2 separate regions of the Sus scrofa genome follow, and region 2 is linked to region 1. Evidence: chromatin contacts called from public HiChIP or PLAC-seq data. All regions are on one chromosome and are shown on one strand. Each heading gives the region's core, a stretch centred on a gene start, on an enhancer-like site or on the middle of the called end of the contact. The rest is flanking DNA. Distances are from core to core; before and after follow the strand shown. Region 1 holds the start of NUTF2 (nuclear transport factor 2). Region 2 overlaps PSKH1 (serine/threonine-protein kinase H1).

What was found. HiChIP or PLAC-seq counts read pairs in DNA pulled down with a chosen protein or histone mark.
Region 2: an H3K27ac HiChIP or PLAC-seq map of alveolar macrophages shows a contact between it and region 1. The contact joins the enhancer-like site here to the promoter of NUTF2 in region 1. A contact is called at or near these places in 2 of 5 promoter capture datasets (fetal liver and liver), 3 of 47 Hi-C or Micro-C datasets (embryonic fibroblasts, fetal skeletal muscle and liver) and 2 of 2 datasets of contacts at active chromatin or transcription factors (alveolar macrophages and skeletal muscle).

Annotation. Positions count from the first base shown.
Region 1 is chr6:28,466,250-28,470,756 of Sscrofa11.1, forward strand. NUTF2 (nuclear transport factor 2) reads left to right here and starts at 3,025. Exons shown (of 5, transcript XM_003126922.5): 1 at 3,025-3,308. It overlaps THAP11 (THAP domain containing 11), which reads left to right. Exons shown (of 1, transcript NM_001246182.1): 1 at 1-138. The coding sequence ends at 138.
Region 2 is chr6:28,526,823-28,531,192 of Sscrofa11.1, forward strand. All of the region lies in intron 2 of PSKH1 (serine/threonine-protein kinase H1), which reads left to right. Among named protein-coding and RNA genes, the nearest start is that of CTRL, 14 kb to the right of the region's middle. Within about 2 kb of position 2,124, at least 13 of the 83 cell types and tissues checked have an H3K27ac peak or open chromatin away from gene starts, as enhancers often do. A contact at or near this core is called in alveolar macrophages and embryonic fibroblasts, where this site is marked.

The DNA of each region.
Region 1 (4,507 bases), core at 1,775-4,274:
CTGATGGAGGTGAAGATGAAGGAGATGAAGGGCAGCATCCGTCACCTGCGTCTCACTGAGGCCAAACTCCGAGAAGAACTCCGCGAGAAGGATCGGCTGCTGGCGATGGCTGTCATCCGCAAGAAGCACGGAATGTGAACGAGTCCCCCTACGGCCTTCGGGATTCCTGGACTCCTACCATCTTAGGGGGACCTCAGGCCACCGCTGTTGAACTCTCTCATATTTCTGGGACACTGGTTAACAGTACTGAGGCTTAACTGGACTCTTGCTGGTGACCTGGCACCCTCTCTTGTTTCCTCCTAAAGGAAGTCTGGGACCTCAGACTACACTGGTGACACCAGCGATTATGACTTTGTCTACTCCTCCCCACCTTCACCCCCACCTCCAAGTTTATGTTGCAGGTTCTGGTTAAGCAGAGGCTTCAGAACCACTGAACTTGAAACTTATACCCTAGGGATGCAGGCTGGATGCCCAGGGACTGTGGGTTTGGGAAGACAACACCTTTGAATTTGGCCAGCAATCAGAGAAAAGTTACCTGTGTAGTGATAAGAGATCCAAGTAACATCAGTTCTACTTTTTGTGCTTTTCCTTTCCAGGTGTACCCTGTAACTCTGATTGGAACTGGCAGATCTGTGCCTCTGCCTCCCAGAACCTCCTTCCCAGGAGGCCGTCTGGGTGACTTGATGGATATCCAGCTTGCCAGGGACTTAGGTCTATACTGTTATGTTTGCTACTGGTTACAAATTCTATTTTCTGTACAATTAGTCAGACTAAAGTTTTCACTGTGTTTGTTTGGCAAAACGAATTAAACAGAAAGTAAGGTTTTTATTTGGGTTTCGCCATTTTATTTTTATAAGGACTCAGCTAAGGGTCCCCGAAACATGGGGAGATGGGCTTCCTGATAGGCCTCTATTTTTTCCATCTTAGGTCTCAAGGACCAGTCTGACCTTGAAAGTAGAGATGCTTCAGTGACCAGGTTTGTCCACAAAGGGTCTCTAAGTATACAGATCCTGGCCTTATAAGGTCTTCACAGAGTTCCGACTCACCCCAGAAAGTTTGGAAATTTCACCAAAATTATCCTGGTTTGTCCATGGGAGGGCCCTTGTGTTCTTTCATCTGGGAGAAGGAACATGTAAGAACTAAACTGAATTGTGGCAGCCCACTTACATGAGGGTTTTGAATTCCTTATGAATTTTCAGGTGGAGTTGAATTTTGCTCACCATTATAGGTAGTCCTTAGGCCTAGTAAAGTGTCTGGCACACATGGGAATGCAGTTACTAGAACCATCCATGGACTCTTGGACAAATAACTTTAACCTGGGTACACTTTCATTGTGAAGGAGGTGGATCCATAGAGGACTTTAACGATAGGAATTGGGATTTGTGACCTCGACTCATTTTCTTGCCTGTTAATGTCTTTTCTTAGATTGGATATTATAGGGGCAGAATGACGTTTTTATCTTTAGTTCCAAGTACTTTAGCTCAAAGCCAGTTCCAAATGCCTTTAAAGCTAGCCATGTTTCTATAGGTGTTGGGGTACAGCTGGACACTTAACTAGGTTTCATACAACATTACTCCTTTCTCTGTTACAGAAAATGCCACTTACCCTGAGGGCTTTCCCTGTGGCTTCGAACTGGAATGACTCAAAAATGTCCCTTTAGATTCTGCTCTTTTCTTGGCTCCTTGGTACTGACATCCCAAGTCTCTGGTGAGGAGGACGGGTGGGGCACAGGTTGTGCCTAGTTACAGAAGGGATTGTATCTCTTGTAGGGTTAGTTCTGGCAAGTTTAATGTGGTAAAAGCCCAGCAGTGCTGTTCCAGGCCAGTTGGGACTGAAACCCTTTGCAAGCAGCTAATGGATCAGTTTCTTAACTGTCCCTGCTCTTCTTCACTAGGAGTGAGGATTTTCCCAGGCTCAACGTGGGTTCTTTAGTGTATCCTTAAGCTCCTGTTTGTTGAAAGGACTTACACTATTTCTGCTTTGGCTTACTTGAGCCTCTCAGCAGCACTCTCAAGACAAGGTGAGGGCCAGATTCTGGCCAGGACTGTCCTGTATTGGATATTGTGAGCGCTCAACCTAGCAGGTATTTCAGCTTCTGGGGAAAGGAAGAAAGCTGAGCAAAGGAGGTCCTAAATACACCACAAGCAGGGCAATGCAGTGTCTCAATGACTGAGTAATAAGACAAGAATCTAGTCAGGCAAAGTTAATACAGATCTGGGATTTAAAAAACAGAAACCTGGCCTAGTCTTACCAGCCATTCCAAGGAGGAAGGGTGGGGGTAGGAGTGAGGATCTGTGAAGGTGTAAAACTCTTCTGGAAGAACTAAGAGTACCGCAAGATCACTGTCCAGGAGAAGCCTTGTAGCTGTTTTACCCCCAGGTTAGCTGCAGAGAATTTTCCCAAAAGGCTTACTTCAAATGTATGTGTTGCCCAGGAAACGACGAAAATGGGCATTGAAAGAAAAGGGAAATGGGTGGGAGAGAGAGATTGCAACTTCATCACTTAAATCATGGGGAAAGTTTGAGCAAACCAGTTATTTCTCTTTTCTTATTAATAAAATGAAACTCAGTTGCCCTGCCTGCTCCAAAATACCCCTTGAGAATGTTTTGTAGACGCTAACTGTAGAAATCTTAAGAGTAATCTTGTCTCTAGTTAAGCCCCACTTGGTATTTGAGTCTCCAGCCCAAGAAAGGCCTCTCCTGCTTGAAATCGGCTTTGGGTCCAACTGGCACTAGGCAGGACGCAAGTACTGGAACAGAAGCTATGGGTTCCACCCCAGCGGGCCTTAGAGCACCGCTCAGAAAGAGTCAAAGGGGTGGCCAGAGCGCCAAAGGGGAGGGGGTTTTGCAGGCGGAAACAGCTCAGGGGCCCAGGGAGGGGCTGCTAGGCCAACTTGGGGCCAGGCCCAGATCTCACGGAGGCAGGGCCAACACTGAACTGCCGCGCAATAGGGGCGGTGCCGGACCGGCTGGGACCTGGCGACAACAGAGCCCTGACCCCAGCCTGGCGCCAAGCTCGAGTTGTTCCAGAGGCTTCCGCTAGACCACAATTCTCAGGGGCTCGCCCCGGCAGCCTCCTTCCCTGACTTAGTATCACCTCCCGCGCTCCGGGCCGTGTCTGGGCCGCAGCGCATAGGACGTCGGGAACTGTAGTTTTCTCCCGGCGCACCTACGCCGGAAAGGAGAATGGGGGGACTCCGTTTCCCAGAGTGCAGCGGAGTGGCAAGGGAAGGCAGGGGGGAAGGGACAGTCCGTCGCAGACCGCGCTAGGTTGCCGCCGCCGCTGCCGCCATCGTGCCAGCCCCTCGGGTGAGTGTTGGGGCTAGCGCTCCGGGGCTGGGGCTGGGCCGCAGGAGCCGCGCTCCGGGTCGCCTGGAGCCTCCGCAGCTAGTCCCGGGGCGGCCCCTCCCCTCCCCTCCTCCCCCCCCCCCCGGCCGCCCGAAGCCGCGCGGGGCCGGGGCCATGTGTCGAGCGCGGCTCCGCCTCCCGCCGGTCCTCTGTGGCGGCGGCCGGGGGAAACACAGAGGGACAGCCAGGAACCTATTTCGGGTGTACTCGTGCGTGTGGCGGGCACACCCGATTGCGCCGGGGCTAGTTTTTTTTTCTGGTCTGGACCACCCAGATGGGGCTCTCTGGGCCCCGCCCTGTCTGGCCTATCTCGGCCTGCCCAAGTCCCGCAAACTCTGCCGGCAGGCTAGCGGGCCGACCCGAGCCCCACGTCCTGCTGCCCCCCTGCCGAGGATCCGGGGATGGGCAAGTGCCATCCGGCCCGCTCCGGAGTCAGCATTGGGTGAGGGCGCCCACCTGCCGCAGCTCTACCCTCACCCAGTTCACAACCATAGTTCAGCTGGAATATGGGTGAACACTCCCTCGCTTGTTTGCCTTCTGAGGGTGCACGAAACCTATTTCCCATTCTGGAACTCAAGCAAAGGTTCTTCTCCCTAGAGGGCAAGATCAGGGAATCTGGAACAGGAGGGGGTTCCACGTGGGACAACACCCCCAGCCAGCCTTGGAGGATCTGGCCCGAAGTGATGAGGCGGCTCCGGACACCCTCAGCCCCTTCCCTGGCCCTTCTCTCTATCGGTGACCAGGCCCCAGCGTCGGTGGGTTGGCCAGCTGTGTTAGTGGAGGGAGGGAGGAAGGAAGCGAGGGAGGTGAGGCTGAATTTTTGAGCCTCCAACACATTGTTAGTTCTCTTGGGCACAGTCTAATCCTTGCATCTTCCCCTCCCAGAGTCAGCTGACCTCCTCCCACAGAGGAGGATGATTCTGTAAGAATGATAACGATAAGTTGGGGCTTAATTGAGGGGAAAGTAGAATCTGGATCTGAGGTCTATGAGCCTAGTGCCAAGCAGGAGGCTGGGCTGCAAGCAACATTGGGCATGGGGCACATTTGGACTCTGGGGCTCAGATTGAAACTCTGTCAGGCACAACATTGTAAATCAACTGTACTTTAATTAAAAAAAGAAAGAGAAAGTGTTAGAGTCTTTTGAAGCCTAGGTGGCAGAA
Region 2 (4,370 bases), core at 874-3,373, 60 kb after region 1:
GCTGTAGGCTGTGGTGTAGGTCACAAACGAGGTTCAGATCCCATTGCTGTGGCTGTGGCCTAGGCTGGCGGCTGTAGCTCCAATTTAAAGCCTAGCCTGGGAACTTCCATGTGCAGTAGGTGCGGCCCTAAAAAGACCGGGTGGGGTAGGTTGGGGGAATGAGCAAAGCTGTTCCAGAAAACCTGTCTAAGAAAGCATGCCATTTTGAGGGGGCTTCTTGTGCAAATGAAGGATCCCCCACTTTGAGCTCAGCAAGGCTTGTAGGTATAGGCTCCTCACCTGACAGTAACTACTAAGTGCTGTAGCTCTCGATGCCTTTCTAATAGGCACCCTGCCCCTTTATAGTGGTCTCTCTTGTACACCAGGCCCTAGCCAGTGTGCTTGTTCCCCAAGGGCTCTGCCCATGCAACCCTCTGTCAGGCTCAGTGGTTTCTGTGGACTTGAATAGAAGGCTTCCTGCAGGAAGTGGGCCTTGAGAGGAGAGAAACTCAGAGAAGGGCACATTGCTGACTGTGCTCCAGAGTCAACAGGAGATTGGGAGTAATAGAGCAGAGATTGACAAGGCTTGGCCAGGCCTGGTGTTTGTTGCTGGAAGCTCTGTAGTTAGTGCCAGGGATTATTTGGGGATTCAGTGTGTTAGGTGACAGGGAGCCCTCTGGGTTCTTGATGGTGAAGGGCAAGTATAGCAGGAAGTGTTGTGGGAGACCAGCAGGAGGAAGACCGACTGGAGGCTTTTGGAGTGGTCCTCATTTGTGATGGGGGAGCCTGGTGTCCTGGGGATATTTGGAGCAGATCTGGGATTCCAGAGAGTGGGCTCCACATGGTACATGTGAGCCATAGTTTAGGAAGAGTAGAAGTGGGGGACAGAACCTTCCTGCAGCTGTGCAGTAGGAGCGTCAGCTTATAAGGCAGAATGAGAGAGTACCCCAGGCTGCCCTCTGACCCAGGGAGTGTGTAGAGTCCTGCCTTGACGTCTGCACATGGGGCCCGGCAGTTGAAGGAAGCACACAGGTGGAGCCTCCTTCAGCACCTGCCCCACGATGCTGACACTCTAGATACTCTAGCCTCAGCCCAGGCCCCGTGCTCCACCCCATTGTCTACACACCATGGGCCCAAGATGTTTGTTCCTTTCACTCCCTACACTATGCTTTTGCTCAGGATTTTCCTTCTCCCAATGTCAGCCTTAGAAATTTGACCAGCTCTCAATCATCGAATTCAAAGACTGCTTCCATTAAGAATAGTACTGACCGCTCCCGTTGTGTGGTCTGCTGAGTACCAGACACAGGTCTGAGGGTCCTACACCCAACATGTCTAATCTCTGTAGTAATCTCACCAAGGGATGTAATCGCCTCATTTTACAGATGAGTAAACTGAGGCTAGTGAGGTTAAGTAACTTCACAGAAGGTGGCAGCCTGGGATTTGAATCTAGGCATCTTGGCTTCAGAGTTCTTGGCCTTTGCATGCCCACAGTCTTCTCTGACACACATGCTTCAGCCTTCCTTGTTTTGGTGCTTTCCCAGGCTGTTGTCTGTGGACATCTCTCTTCTTCCCAGCCTGTAAGGTTCTTGAGGACAAGATGTACATCAATATATATGCTCCCAATACTTTCGCCTGCTTCTCCCAGGGAAGCACTAGTGGTTGCTGGTGATGCCCTAGGCAAGGACCCAGAAATGACTAGCTGTCAGGCACAGTGGGATGCTCCTGCTGGCTGGGAGTGTTTTCTTCTAGGGCTAGACTCCAGGAAGAAGTGGAGAGCTTACCCGTGATGCACTTAGGGGGCTGTTGGCCAGACCTGCTTAGAAGCAAAGGTAGGAGTCTTGAAAGAGGAGAGAATCCTGGGAAGGAGAAGGCTGTGACAGTTGATTTTGAGAGGAGAATGTGAGTTTTTACCCAGTGCCCAGAGGTGCGGGAGTAGAGGGGGCCAAGCTGAGGTCATATTGGAAGGGATAGGGAGATATATGTTGGCCAGATGTGAGGAAGGCCTTTGTGATTTTGAGAGCAGCTTGAGGCTACAAAGAAAGAGTCACCTTGAAAGAGGGAGCTTCCTGTTATAGGAGGCCCTAGGAGGGCTGGAGCAGCTGCTTCTAAAGGGAGTGACACAGAAGATGAGTCACCATCTGTAGACCGCACTAGAAGACTGTTATGGTCCCGCCAACTTGGAGATTCTGTGATTCATTTGACATGAAATGTGACGTTGTGGGCCTAATGTCATTGCTTTTGTCAAGAGTTCTATTCCTAGAGGCAGGACGGATGAAGAGGTTCTTATGGAGTTGATGACAGAGCGATGTCATCAGCCGCTTTGCTGTCTGCCGCATTTAGCAGCCTTTAATTGTCACCCTCCTCTGCTTGGACAGTCTCTGAGCTGTGGGTGGGCCCAGGTGACTGCACTAGGAACACGTGGGCTTGGGCAAAGGTTCTTACAAAACCTTGTTTAGGAGAGTGAGTGCTGCCTGGCAGAGGACAGAATCTTGGTGGGAGAGGAAGCCCACCTGCAGGGCCAATCTGCCACTTCCTAGGGAATTGTATTGGTGGCAAGTTGCTTTTTAGGGGTGAGTTCCTGGGCTGCAGCCAGACCATCCTTCTATTTGGGCCCAGGGGGCAGTGAGCTACACCATCCGGTACTTCTGGTAGCCCTGCAGTAGGATGAGAGCCCAGAGCCAGAACTGACATTTCCATTTCCATCCCAGCTCTTTCCCCCTTCTTTTTTTTTTTCCTAGGGCCGAACCCGCAGCAATATGGAGGTTCCCAGGCTAGGGGTCTAATCAGAGCTACAGCTGCCAGCCTACGCCAGAGCCACAGCAACACCAGATCTGAGCCTCGTCTGCGACTTACACCACAGCTTATGGCAATGCTGGATCCTTAACCCTCTGATGGAGGCCAGGGATCAAACCCAGAACCTCATGTTCCTAGTCAGATTCGTTTCTGCTGTGCCACGATGGGAACTCCTCTTTCCTCTTTTTTTTTTTTTTTTTTGGTCTTTTTCTAGGGCTGCACCTGAGCTGAGGCATATGGAGGTTCCCAGGCTAGGGGTCTAATTGGAGCCATGGCTGCCGGCCTACGCCAGAGCCCACAGATATGCCAGATCCAAGTCACGTCTGTGACCTACACCACAGATCATGGCAAAGCCAGATCCTTAACCCACAGAGCAAGGCCAGGGATCGAACCCACAACCTCATGGTTCCTAGTCAGATTCGTTAAACACTGAGCCACGACGGGAACTCCCTCTTTCCTCCTTCTTAAAGTGACTCTAACACTTGCTATATTCTGACCTGGGATGCTGTTGATAACATGAGGTGCATAGCCTGTGGTGTGTCCTGGTGCTCTCCAGGTGAAGGGGGCCACTGCCTGTGGGGGCTGCTTGTGCAGCCTGGTTCATATGCTCTGACAAGGAGCTGTTGGGTGAGCAGGGATAGGACCTTGCCCCAGAGCCATGGGGAGACTGCCTGGAGATGTGGGAGAGCTGGAACCTGGACGTGTGCAGTCAGAAGAGCGAAATACAAGGAGGCAGGTGACATATTTCTGGGCTTGTGCTTGAATTCAGCTGGATTCCTTTAATTGCTTCATGTTCCCACCTCTGGTGTGACTGGGGGCCGTAGCAGACCTTCAGCTCACCACTCTTCTCTTGCTGTCCTCTGCAGCAAGTCAGAGGCTGGTCCTCCCATGGCAGTCTCAATGGCTGACAGCACAAGAAAACACAAATGATTTAGAATTCTTTGCTGTGAGGTATACCTGAGCCCTTCCTCCTTGCCTGGTTGCTGGTGGCTGCTGGGTGTCCAGTGCGGGATGATGCCGCTGGATCTTTGCGAGGATCCCAGTAGGGTGAGCAGAGGCCCCCTTACTTGTCCAGGAGGGATTCCTCTGGAGGGGCCATCCCTACCTCACCAAAGCTCCTGGTTCACAGTAGGTGTTCAACAGATACATCTCCTTTCCTTACTGCGGGAGCAGATGTCCTCAGTTCATATCCCTGACTGGACCCTGGGAGATGGCATGGTTTGGTCCACTGGGTGTGGGCACTGGCCGCTTCCTGGACCCTTTGGTCAGAGACCTCTTGGAGGAAGGTAAGGGTGGCTCTCATCTTGTGGGGGCAGGAGGCTGGCCCTGAGTGGAGAGGGGCAGCAGCTCCCTCATCTGCCACCCCTGGGCTACACTTGGCTCCCTGGAGCCTTGTCCTTTAGCCATCCCTCTGCTGTTGTTGCCCTGGTTACACACTTACCTCCTGTGGTGGCAGAAACAGATGCTCCCCACATTGTATTCAGCCATTTTTGCCAGAATGCCTTGCTCTGACCACCTGTGGCATCTTGTTAACCCAGGATCAGAGCCTCTTTTCATCATTGCTCTTTCCCACCCCCTGCTGAGGCCTCTCCAACAAA